2 separate regions of the Mus musculus genome follow, and region 1 is linked to region 2. A link is a contact called in public promoter capture Hi-C data. All regions are on one chromosome and are shown on one strand. Each heading gives the region's core, a stretch centred on a gene start, on an enhancer-like site or on the middle of the called end of the contact. The rest is flanking DNA. Distances are from core to core; before and after follow the strand shown. Region 1 overlaps Zranb1 (zinc finger, RAN-binding domain containing 1). Region 2 overlaps Lhpp (phospholysine phosphohistidine inorganic pyrophosphate phosphatase).

Region 1 (4,198 bases), core at 1,380-3,879, 280 kb after region 2:
GTAATTATTTTATTTGATTTTTTTTTTTTTTTTTTTTACTTATTTGGATCATCTCACCGTTTCCTTTACAGTAGTAGTACAGATCGGAATTGACTCAGCACTGCTCAGACTCATAATATTGCTGGTTGTATTGGTACATGCCTACAATCACAGGCATTTAGGAAGCTGAAACAGAAGAACTACAAGTTTGAGGCTAGTCTGGGCTACATGTGGAGTCCCTAGCTCCAAAAAATAAGGAAACATGCATACACATGTACATGTGCATGTGCACACACATAACACATTATGCAGGAAATTTTCTCATGTTTAATTTGGCTGATCAGCCCAGTAAATTAGCTGTTTTTATTGCGTTGTTAAAGTAAAAGTCTAAATAGTATGTTATTAAAATAATTATAATTAAAATAGAATGGATTAAAATTAAAGCTTTCTAAAATACTTTTGAATATAGAAGGCTATAAGTGAAATTCAGTTTTGGTCTCCTTTACAGGAATAGCTATTCACAGTCAGACAGAACCACTTACACGTTTTGCAGTATCTTCCGAGGAAGTCAGAGTCTGAGCCAGCATGAAGATTGAATCTTGTCTTTGGTCTGATTTACCTTTATTGTAACCATGTGCAAGGTGGAGGTTATAGCATGGAAACTAAAATCTTAGTAAGTGTGAATTTTTTTTTTTTTAAATTTTAGCTATCCAACAGTATCCTTTCTATGGTGAAGTTGTCCTCTTAGCAAACGTCACTGTGTATGTGGGGTGTAGATTTAATAGACAGGAACAGAATAAATACACTTATAAAGTGATTTGGCTTTCCAGGTTTAGGAAGGAGAAATACCTATCACTCTGCCTAGGAACCTTTTCTCTTTTCCTTGTTAAAATAGGTCATAGGGAAGTACTAAGTTTAGAACAGATTGAAAAATTGAGAGGTTGTTTAGTGTTCTAATTTAAGTCATTAAAATATCATTAAGTTTGCCATATAAACTGCTTCACTTATGAATTAGTTGTCATTAAATAGTAAAGTCTTCATTATTGTGTAGTGTTAGTAAATCCACGGTTAGAGTCCTGGGAATGTTGACTGACTTATTTGTTTCTCAATACGTAGCCCAAGCTAGCTTCAATCTCAAGATCCTCCTGCTTCAGCCTCCTGGGTGCTAGGATTACAGGCATGTTCCAGCCCTCCCACTTCTAGGACTTCTTAGATAGCAAGTATATTTTTAATATAAAGTAAACATTTTAGTGTATGTTAATTTTTCAGATATCAAATATGAACATTTAGAAATAGATTGGCATGCTTATGCTAATAGTTTTCTTAGAGAAATCTGTCCATTTGAATTTCTTGAGAGTATAAGTAACGTAGAACTTTTAATGTTCCAAATATAATTATATTTTGAGAATACAGAATATCAGAATCATTTCTAGTTTATAAAGTTATTTTGTTAATTGTGATTAGAGCTCATCAGCATATTTTCTGTCTGTGCTAATTCAAAGCAGTGAATAACTAGCACTTTCAAGCTATTTTCCTCCCTTAGCAAGGATAATTAGGAAAGACTTTGAGCTTCTGAAATCACGGATTAGACATACTACAAATAGCACAGTCTACATTGTTTGCAATTTGTGAGTGGTTATTTAAGGTTCTATTTGGTTTGTGTTTTTTCTCTTGCCTGCAAGTCTTTTTAACTTTTCCTAAACTAATGGTGACAGCTGAGCTGAAATTAAGTAATTTCTATTAGTGACTCACCTATTTTTATCTTCTTTCCCTGTAGAAAGACTCTGCATTCATCTCCTTTTATCACTTCAGCAGTCCAAAGTAAACTTTTATTAAACCCTGAAGTCTAAGAGCTCTTTTTGGAAATTTATCTTTACTATTTTTGGAAATCTCCAAACAAAAGTAGAATAATCCAATAAGAAATTTACATGTGTCTTTTAAGAAATATATATTTTCTAAGTTGAAGGGTATTTTTTATTTCGGGGGCATATTTTCAGAGATGGAATTATGTAGCTATTATTTTAATAACAATGTCCTAATTATTTATAGCTTCCTGCCTGACATAACTCACTTCAAGAAGTACACAATGTCAGAACATGGGATTAAGTGGGCCTGTGAATATTGTACGTATGAAAACTGGCCGTCTGCAATCAAGTGTACTATGTGTCGTGCCCAGAGACCCAGTGGAACAATTATTACAGAAGATCCATTTAAAAGTGGTTCAAGTGATGTTGGTAGAGATTGGGATCCTTCCAGTACTGAAGGTGGAAGTAGTCCTTTGATATGTCCAGACTCTAGTGCAAGACCAAGGGTTAAGTCTTCATACAGCATGGAAAATGCAAATAAATGGTCATGCCACATGTGTACATATTTGAACTGGCCAAGAGCAATCAGATGTACCCAGTGCTTATCCCAGCGTAGGACCAGGAGTCCCACAGAATCTCCTCAATCCTCAGGATCTGGTTCAAGACCAGTTGCTTTTTCTGTTGATCCTTGTGAAGAATACAATGATAGAAATAAATTGAATACAAGGACCCAGCATTGGACTTGTTCTGTTTGCACATATGAAAACTGGGCTAAGGCTAAAAAATGTGTTGTTTGTGACCATCCCAGACCTAATAACATTGAAGCAATAGAGTTGGCAGAGACTGAAGAGGCTTCTTCAATAATTAATGAGCAAGACAGAGCTCGATGGAGGGGAGGCTGCAGTAGTGGTAATAGCCAAAGAAGATCACCTCCAACTACAAAACGGGACTCGGAAGTGAAGATGGATTTTCAGAGGATCGAATTGGCTGGTGCTGTTGGTACCAAGGAGGAACTTGAAGTGGACTTTAAAAAACTAAAGCAGATTAAAAATAGGATGAAAAAGACTGATTGGCTATTCCTCAATGCCTGTGTGGGTAAGTTTCTGGGTTTTTGTTTATTTGTGTGTTTTGGGTTTTTTGTTCATACGTTTGGGCTTTTTTGGCCTTATTTTGAATAAGATGGGAAAAGGCATTGAAATGGCTTGAAAATAAGAGGAAGATCAGTATTACTTCGCATTTGACTTATTTGGTGTGATAGTTCATGTATGCATGCATAAAGTTCTGTATCTGTGACCTTGTCTGCCTTGTACCAAAGTGTCCACATTTACTTGTGAACATGCTTTTTAAGTTAAAGAGACTGTTAACACATCTGTGAGAAAGTATATACTTGGAGTTTGAAATTGTTTCTCTTATTTATTGTAACAAGATGTGACAGAGCAACACCAGCTGCTGTTTCTGAATGTTTGTAAACAGTGTGAGCATCTTGTGATGATAGAGGCTTTAGTCAGAAGTTAAAAATATCATAAAAATGTGTGACTCCAAGAAGTTGAACGAACATAATATTTATTGACCTTGAAAATGCTGATGTTAACTTAATATGAATGTCATGTCGTAAATATTTATACACTTGGTAGAACTGATTTCACAGACAGCTAATTCGAATCCATAGTTCAGATTATGACTTATGGGTATTGTGTTTTTAGTTCTTTCATAAACATAATGTTGGGCCTGGCTGTTTGTGTAGAAATGTTAAAGGACAGAGACATGTAAGAGGAAGTTTTTCTCCATCTACTAGCTTAATGAGTTAATAATTTGTGCTATAAATCATAAAAGCTGTTAATTCTGTTTTGTTTTATTTGAGACAGGGGCTTTCACCTTGGTTGTCCTGGAACTCATTATATAGACTAGACTGGCCTTGAACTCACAGAATCCTCCCATCTGAAGGTGTTCATTTGATTTTAAGTCTCCCCTCCCATTAGTAGATTAGGTGTTTGATTTATTTATTTATTTATTTATTTATTTATTTATTTATTTATTTCTGAGACAGGGTTTCTCTGTGTAGCCCTGGCTGTCCTGAAACTCACTCTGTAGACCAGGCTGGCCTCGAACTGAGAAATCCCTGCCTTTACCTCCCAAGAGCTGGGATTAAAGGCGTGCGCCCCCAGTGCTCAGCAGGTGTTTGGATTTTATTTAAACTATTTCTATGGGCTGCTTACTTTGGTGTTCACTTTTGTTTAGAAATACTTGAGTGGTTTATAAGGTTAAACTTGATGTGGAACCATAGCTACCTTCCACTCCCCATTGATTTACCCTTTTGGATGTAGCCCCATGAGTATGGAAGATATAGATATAGTAGTGCTCAAGAAACCTGGAGTTTCTCTAGGCTAGAGACATGGCTCAGCACCAGAGCACTT
Region 2 (4,688 bases), core at 624-3,123:
GGGGCTTGAAAAAATGAGGGAGCAGTGGAGAGCCCTTCAACAGGGCAGCGTCTTTCAGTCAGGACGGAGCCATCTGAAGTGGAGCCTGGACTCTGGCATGCTCACCAGCTCTCCTGGACTTTGGCAGTATTGGGCCTCTGTTGCCCTCTGACCCTTGGGAAAGACTGACCTGATGCTGAAGGTAGCCAAGTGGGATCTGGGTGCACCTGCTAGGATGTGTGCTCGCTGACTCCAGCTGCACCGTGTCCTCTAGTCCCTTCACTGTGGGTTCCAGGCTTCAATCCAGGGACCTGGCTAGCTTCCCTAGGGCCCACACCCTTCCAGCCAGGCCATAACCCAAGCGGTATTGATAGAATGGCCACCCACCAAGTCAGCAGTGAGGCCAGTAGGGAGGAGGCCTAAGAGAAGGGTACTAGGCTGGAACTATTTCATGCAGCCTATGATTGGATCCTGGAGGACGCTCTCAGCAGCTCTGCAGTGGCCCATGAACCTGAAAGGCTGCTTCTTAGAGCACTAGCAATCGTTGTCCCCTGCACTGTCCTCAAGGGCACCTGTTTAGGATATGCAGTGCCAGCTCTGGATTTCACAGTGGGTACCATGTGTCAGTCTCATCCATGACAACCTAGCACATAAATATGAGAAGCTTCCAGACCCTTAGGCCAACATGAAGCCCGTCTTTGCATGCCTGCATCCAGTCATGATGAACCTTAGAGTACACGTTACTGAGACCCTTTGTGCCGAGCACCAGGTCAACCTAGTTAAGGCTGATAACAAGAAACTAAAGAGATGGACCTCTGTGAATCGGAGCCAAAGGGGACATCTTGTAAAGCAGTTGGTTGCAGTTGTGTCGTGGTAAAGCACTGTGGCAGCGACTCTCAGTCTAAGATGTCATCAAAGAGAATGTCAAATGCAAGAAAGGAACAAATAAAAAACATGACTCAAAAAAAAAAAAAATCAACTACATAGAGGCTGGAGAGATGGCTCAGTGGTTAAGAGCACTGACTGCTCTTTGGTCCTGAATTCAATTCCCAGCAACTACATGGTGACTCACAACCATCTCTAATGGGATCAGATGGCCTCTTCTGGCCTGTCTGAAGACAGCGGCTGTGTCCTCATACACATAAAATAAATAAAAATAAATCTCAGAAAAGAAAACCAGCTACATAAACAAAGACGCCCTGTGAAGAATCCTGGTGATCATGGAGGTGCTTCCACCCCAGTGAGGTCAGCACGCTGGCTTTGACAGCGAGATGCTGCTGTTAGGGCGAATTGAGTAACTTAGATTTCTTACAACTCTGGGTGAATCTACACATACCTTGGGAAGTTTACTGACAGTGTATCAAGAAAGAAAATAACCCTTGCATGTAGCATACTAAGGAGATGGCTTCAGTGACCCAACGTAGATGCTAACAATGGGCCTTGAACACATGTTACATGGGGAGGGAGTTTCAGAGTTGCAGAGGTAGGGGCTTGGAGTCAGCCAGCTGTCTGTCTGTCTGTCTGTCTGTCTGTCTGTACATGGGTGTCAGCATCCTTCATGCAGGCATTTGTGGAGTATCTGCTAGGGGTGAATGCTGGACACACGCCCTGCTTCCCCAGTGGGAGGTGGCAGGGTATGGAGTGATTCTGGGCTGGGAGGTATGCCCAGCTGTGGAATCGGAGAGAGTTTTCTTCCTGTTTCTAAATTCCAAAGTTTGGTAGAGTTACATTATTGTTTATTAAGGAAAAGGTTGGATATTGAAAAAGGAAGCCACCTGGTCGATCTCATGTGGCCTGGGAAGCCATTTGGCAGCTGCTCTGGGCTGGAAGGCCTGACCTGCCAAGCTGTGAGAGAACTCGTGACTGGTGCAACTGTTGTGCTGCTGGGCTCTGCCCTGACTTCCCCTGACACGCCCTGTTCCAGCCTGCACTCCCATCAGGCACCAGACCAGAGAGCACTTGAGTGAAGCCACAGCTGTCATAGAAGACAGTGCTGGTTCCACAGCAGTGCCGTCACCCTGTGGTGTGGCTTGTGCCCTGCACCACACGTCTCTAGTGCCCTGTACTGTGCTCCATAAGCATCAGTGAGACCCATCTGAGGCTATGAAGAGACTTCCTCCCTGCCACCCTCGCTCTCCTTCTCTTGGCTTGTAGCATGCCAAGAAACCGTGTGGGTGGGGAGTTTCAGGTTTACAGTACCTTTTGGCTACACTGGAGGGTTTTGCCTGTCTGCCCACTTGTTCTACATCTGCCTACAGAAGTGAGAGCCATCTTCCCTTGCCATCCTTCAGTGGGAGTCTATAAAAGAGTGAAGACCCTTGGGCCAGTGAGATGGCTCATTTACTAGAGGGGCTTGCTGCCAAGCCTGCCAACCTGAATTATAAATTCCTGGGATCTTCATGGTAGAAAGAGAGAAGCATTTTTGTTTTTAAAATCTGTCCTCTGACCTCCACACACACCCTTGGCATGGGTTCTATGACATATGTATCATCCAATAAATTAAAAAAAAGTTTCAGGTATTTTTTAAATTAAAATATAATTACATCATTTTCTTCCTCCCCTTTCCTTCTTCCACCCCTGCTCTTCTCACCTCCCAATCTCTCAAATTCATGACCCCCCTTTTTTTAAAGAGAGAAAGAAAGAAAGAAAGGAAGGAAGGAAGAAAGAAAGAAAGAAAGAAAGAAAGAAAGAAAGAAAGAAAATGTTTGTAAAAAGAATATAGGCATCTATGCACAAGCTGTAATCTCCCAAATACAACCACCAGTGTGTCTCTGCTGCAAGATTTATTTATTTATTTATTTATTTATTTATTTATTTATTTATTTACTTACTTACCTACTTACTTATTTGGGTTTCTCTGTGTATCCCTGGCTGTCCTGGAACTCACTCTGTAGACCAGGCTGGCCTTGAACTCAGAAATCTGCCTGCCTCTGCCTCCCAAGTGCTGGGATTAAAGGCGTTGCAGGCTCTGCTGCAGGTTTTATTTAGGGTTATGGTTTAGTTCCCAGCACTATTTTAAAGTCTGTATCTAGATATCCAGGCTATCACTCAGATCTTGTGTCCTTTGGGGTCTGGTTGCCAGGTTTGATGATGGGCACCTCTAATCCCAGTGCTGAAGAGGCAGTGGGCTACATGGCAACCCCAACAGTAACAAGGAAGCAAGAAGGGAGGGGTGGGGCGAGAACTTGCTGGCACATCCAGGTAGAAGCATCCCATTCATTGTCTCAGGACAGTGACCTTGCTGAAGGTCAGGCGGCAGCTAAGGAGGATGGCTGACAGAGCCAGGACCAAGGCTGCTGACTTCCAGCTGCAGCCGACATGATCTGGTTACAAGAGTGAAGGAGAGAAACCTTTCTGCCTTCAGGAGCCAAGAAAACCAAGGCAACAAAGGCGAGGGCGACCTCTGCTGTCCTCGGAGGGCCTCGGTTACCAGGCTCGGAGGCCCATCCTGTCCCTGGGTGGCCTGGAACTCCAGCCTTGGCAGCTGTGCAGTGTTTGTTATGGGCAGTTACCATGCCACCCTCTGGTATCTCAGCGAGAGAGGCCCAGGGACAGGTGTGGCTGAGCACAGAGATTCCCAGTCTGCCCTAGCCCCCAGACGCACCTTCTCCTCTTACCCCAAGGGGACAGAGCCTCGAGATGACTATGGTATTGAATAGTCTCTAGTTCTTGGCACCTTCTCTCTGCCAGCAGTCTGCTTAGAATGGCTGGGTCCCAGAAGGAACTTATACTCAGTAGGGGTTATCCTTGCCTCCCAGAGACACAAGCCACTTTCCTGTCCGCCAGAGGCCATTAAGCTAGAGAGCAGGAAGGTCATTCCTGCTTCTGTTTGTCCTTGGTGATCTAAGCAGCGTGTGGATGACGGTTGTAGGCCTGAGGGTATTGGGAGCGGCTTGGTAGTACTGTTCATTTTCCTGTGTCCTCGGAGTCATGGTTCATTCACAGCTTGGAACATCCACCATGGAAACGTTTATACCGTGAAAACCAGCTAGTGTGTCAGAGCAGGGGCCCCATCTACAGGAACAATTCACGCCTGCCTAGTCAGGTCTTCTGTGCAGGGTTGATAGGACAACGCCTGCAGAACTCAGGTGTTTGAGGTGGGCAGTTAGCTCTTCTCTCGTATGAAGGAGGCAGAGTCTGGTGAGCAGCTATCAAGAGGTCTGCTTAGAGTTCACTGTAACCATACTGACTCTTTCCACTGTATTTCCCCATACGGGTCGAGAGCAGGGTCCTGCTCCATTTCTTTACTGTAGGCACAGGCCTAGAAAAATGTACCCCAGTAGGCATCCAGAGCCTGCATCCATCCAGCTCTCCTTCAGATGGTGCCAGCCAGATGCTGGAACCCCCAGCCCCAGGCAGAGCTCTCTGTCGTCCTTGTGTCCCAGGCCCCTGCCAAGAGCAGTGTGGGTGAGGATGAGGGCATTTCTCTGGGACTCTGGAAACACAGAGCTGGGGTTTGTGCCTTGGTGCCCCCGGAAGGTGTGGTCCCTTGTAGCTCCGCTTCTGTCCACCCCTGCCTCTTGCCCCATCCTCTGATGTTGTGATTGTATTTGAATTGATTGTCCCTAAAGAGGACTTCAAGATCCCAGGGGACTTAGTCCTTCCTTGACTGCTCTGTAGCCACAGGCCCGGGTTTACCCAAGGTAAGGATTGCTAAGTAAGAGAGACAGTGCAACCCAGGTGATGCCTGCAGCTCTCAGACTAGCCAA

Evidence for each region. Capture Hi-C pulls out chosen DNA fragments and counts their contacts.
Region 1: a promoter capture Hi-C map of liver shows a contact between it and region 2. The contact joins two enhancer-like sites. A contact is called at or near these places in 7 of 39 promoter capture datasets (embryonic stem cells, hippocampal neurons, liver and 3 more), 1 of 484 Hi-C or Micro-C datasets (liver) and 2 of 9 other capture datasets (adipose tissue and liver).

What each region holds. Positions count from the first base shown.
Region 1 is chr7:132,947,557-132,951,754 of GRCm38.p6, forward strand. It overlaps Zranb1 (zinc finger, RAN-binding domain containing 1), which reads left to right. Exons shown (of 10, transcript NM_207302.3): 2 at 2,029-2,879. The coding sequence starts at 2,066. Among named protein-coding and RNA genes, the nearest start is that of 1500002F19Rik, 16 kb to the left of the region's middle. Within about 2 kb of position 2,630, at least 3 of the 459 cell types and tissues checked have an H3K27ac peak or open chromatin away from gene starts, as enhancers often do. A contact at or near this core is called in liver, where this site is marked.
Region 2 is chr7:132,670,753-132,675,440 of GRCm38.p6, forward strand. The region is part of intron 6 of Lhpp (phospholysine phosphohistidine inorganic pyrophosphate phosphatase); the gene reads left to right. Among named protein-coding and RNA genes, the nearest start is that of Lhpp, 62 kb to the left of the region's middle. Within about 2 kb of position 1,874, at least 135 of the 459 cell types and tissues checked have an H3K27ac peak or open chromatin away from gene starts, as enhancers often do. A contact at or near this core is called in liver, where this site is marked.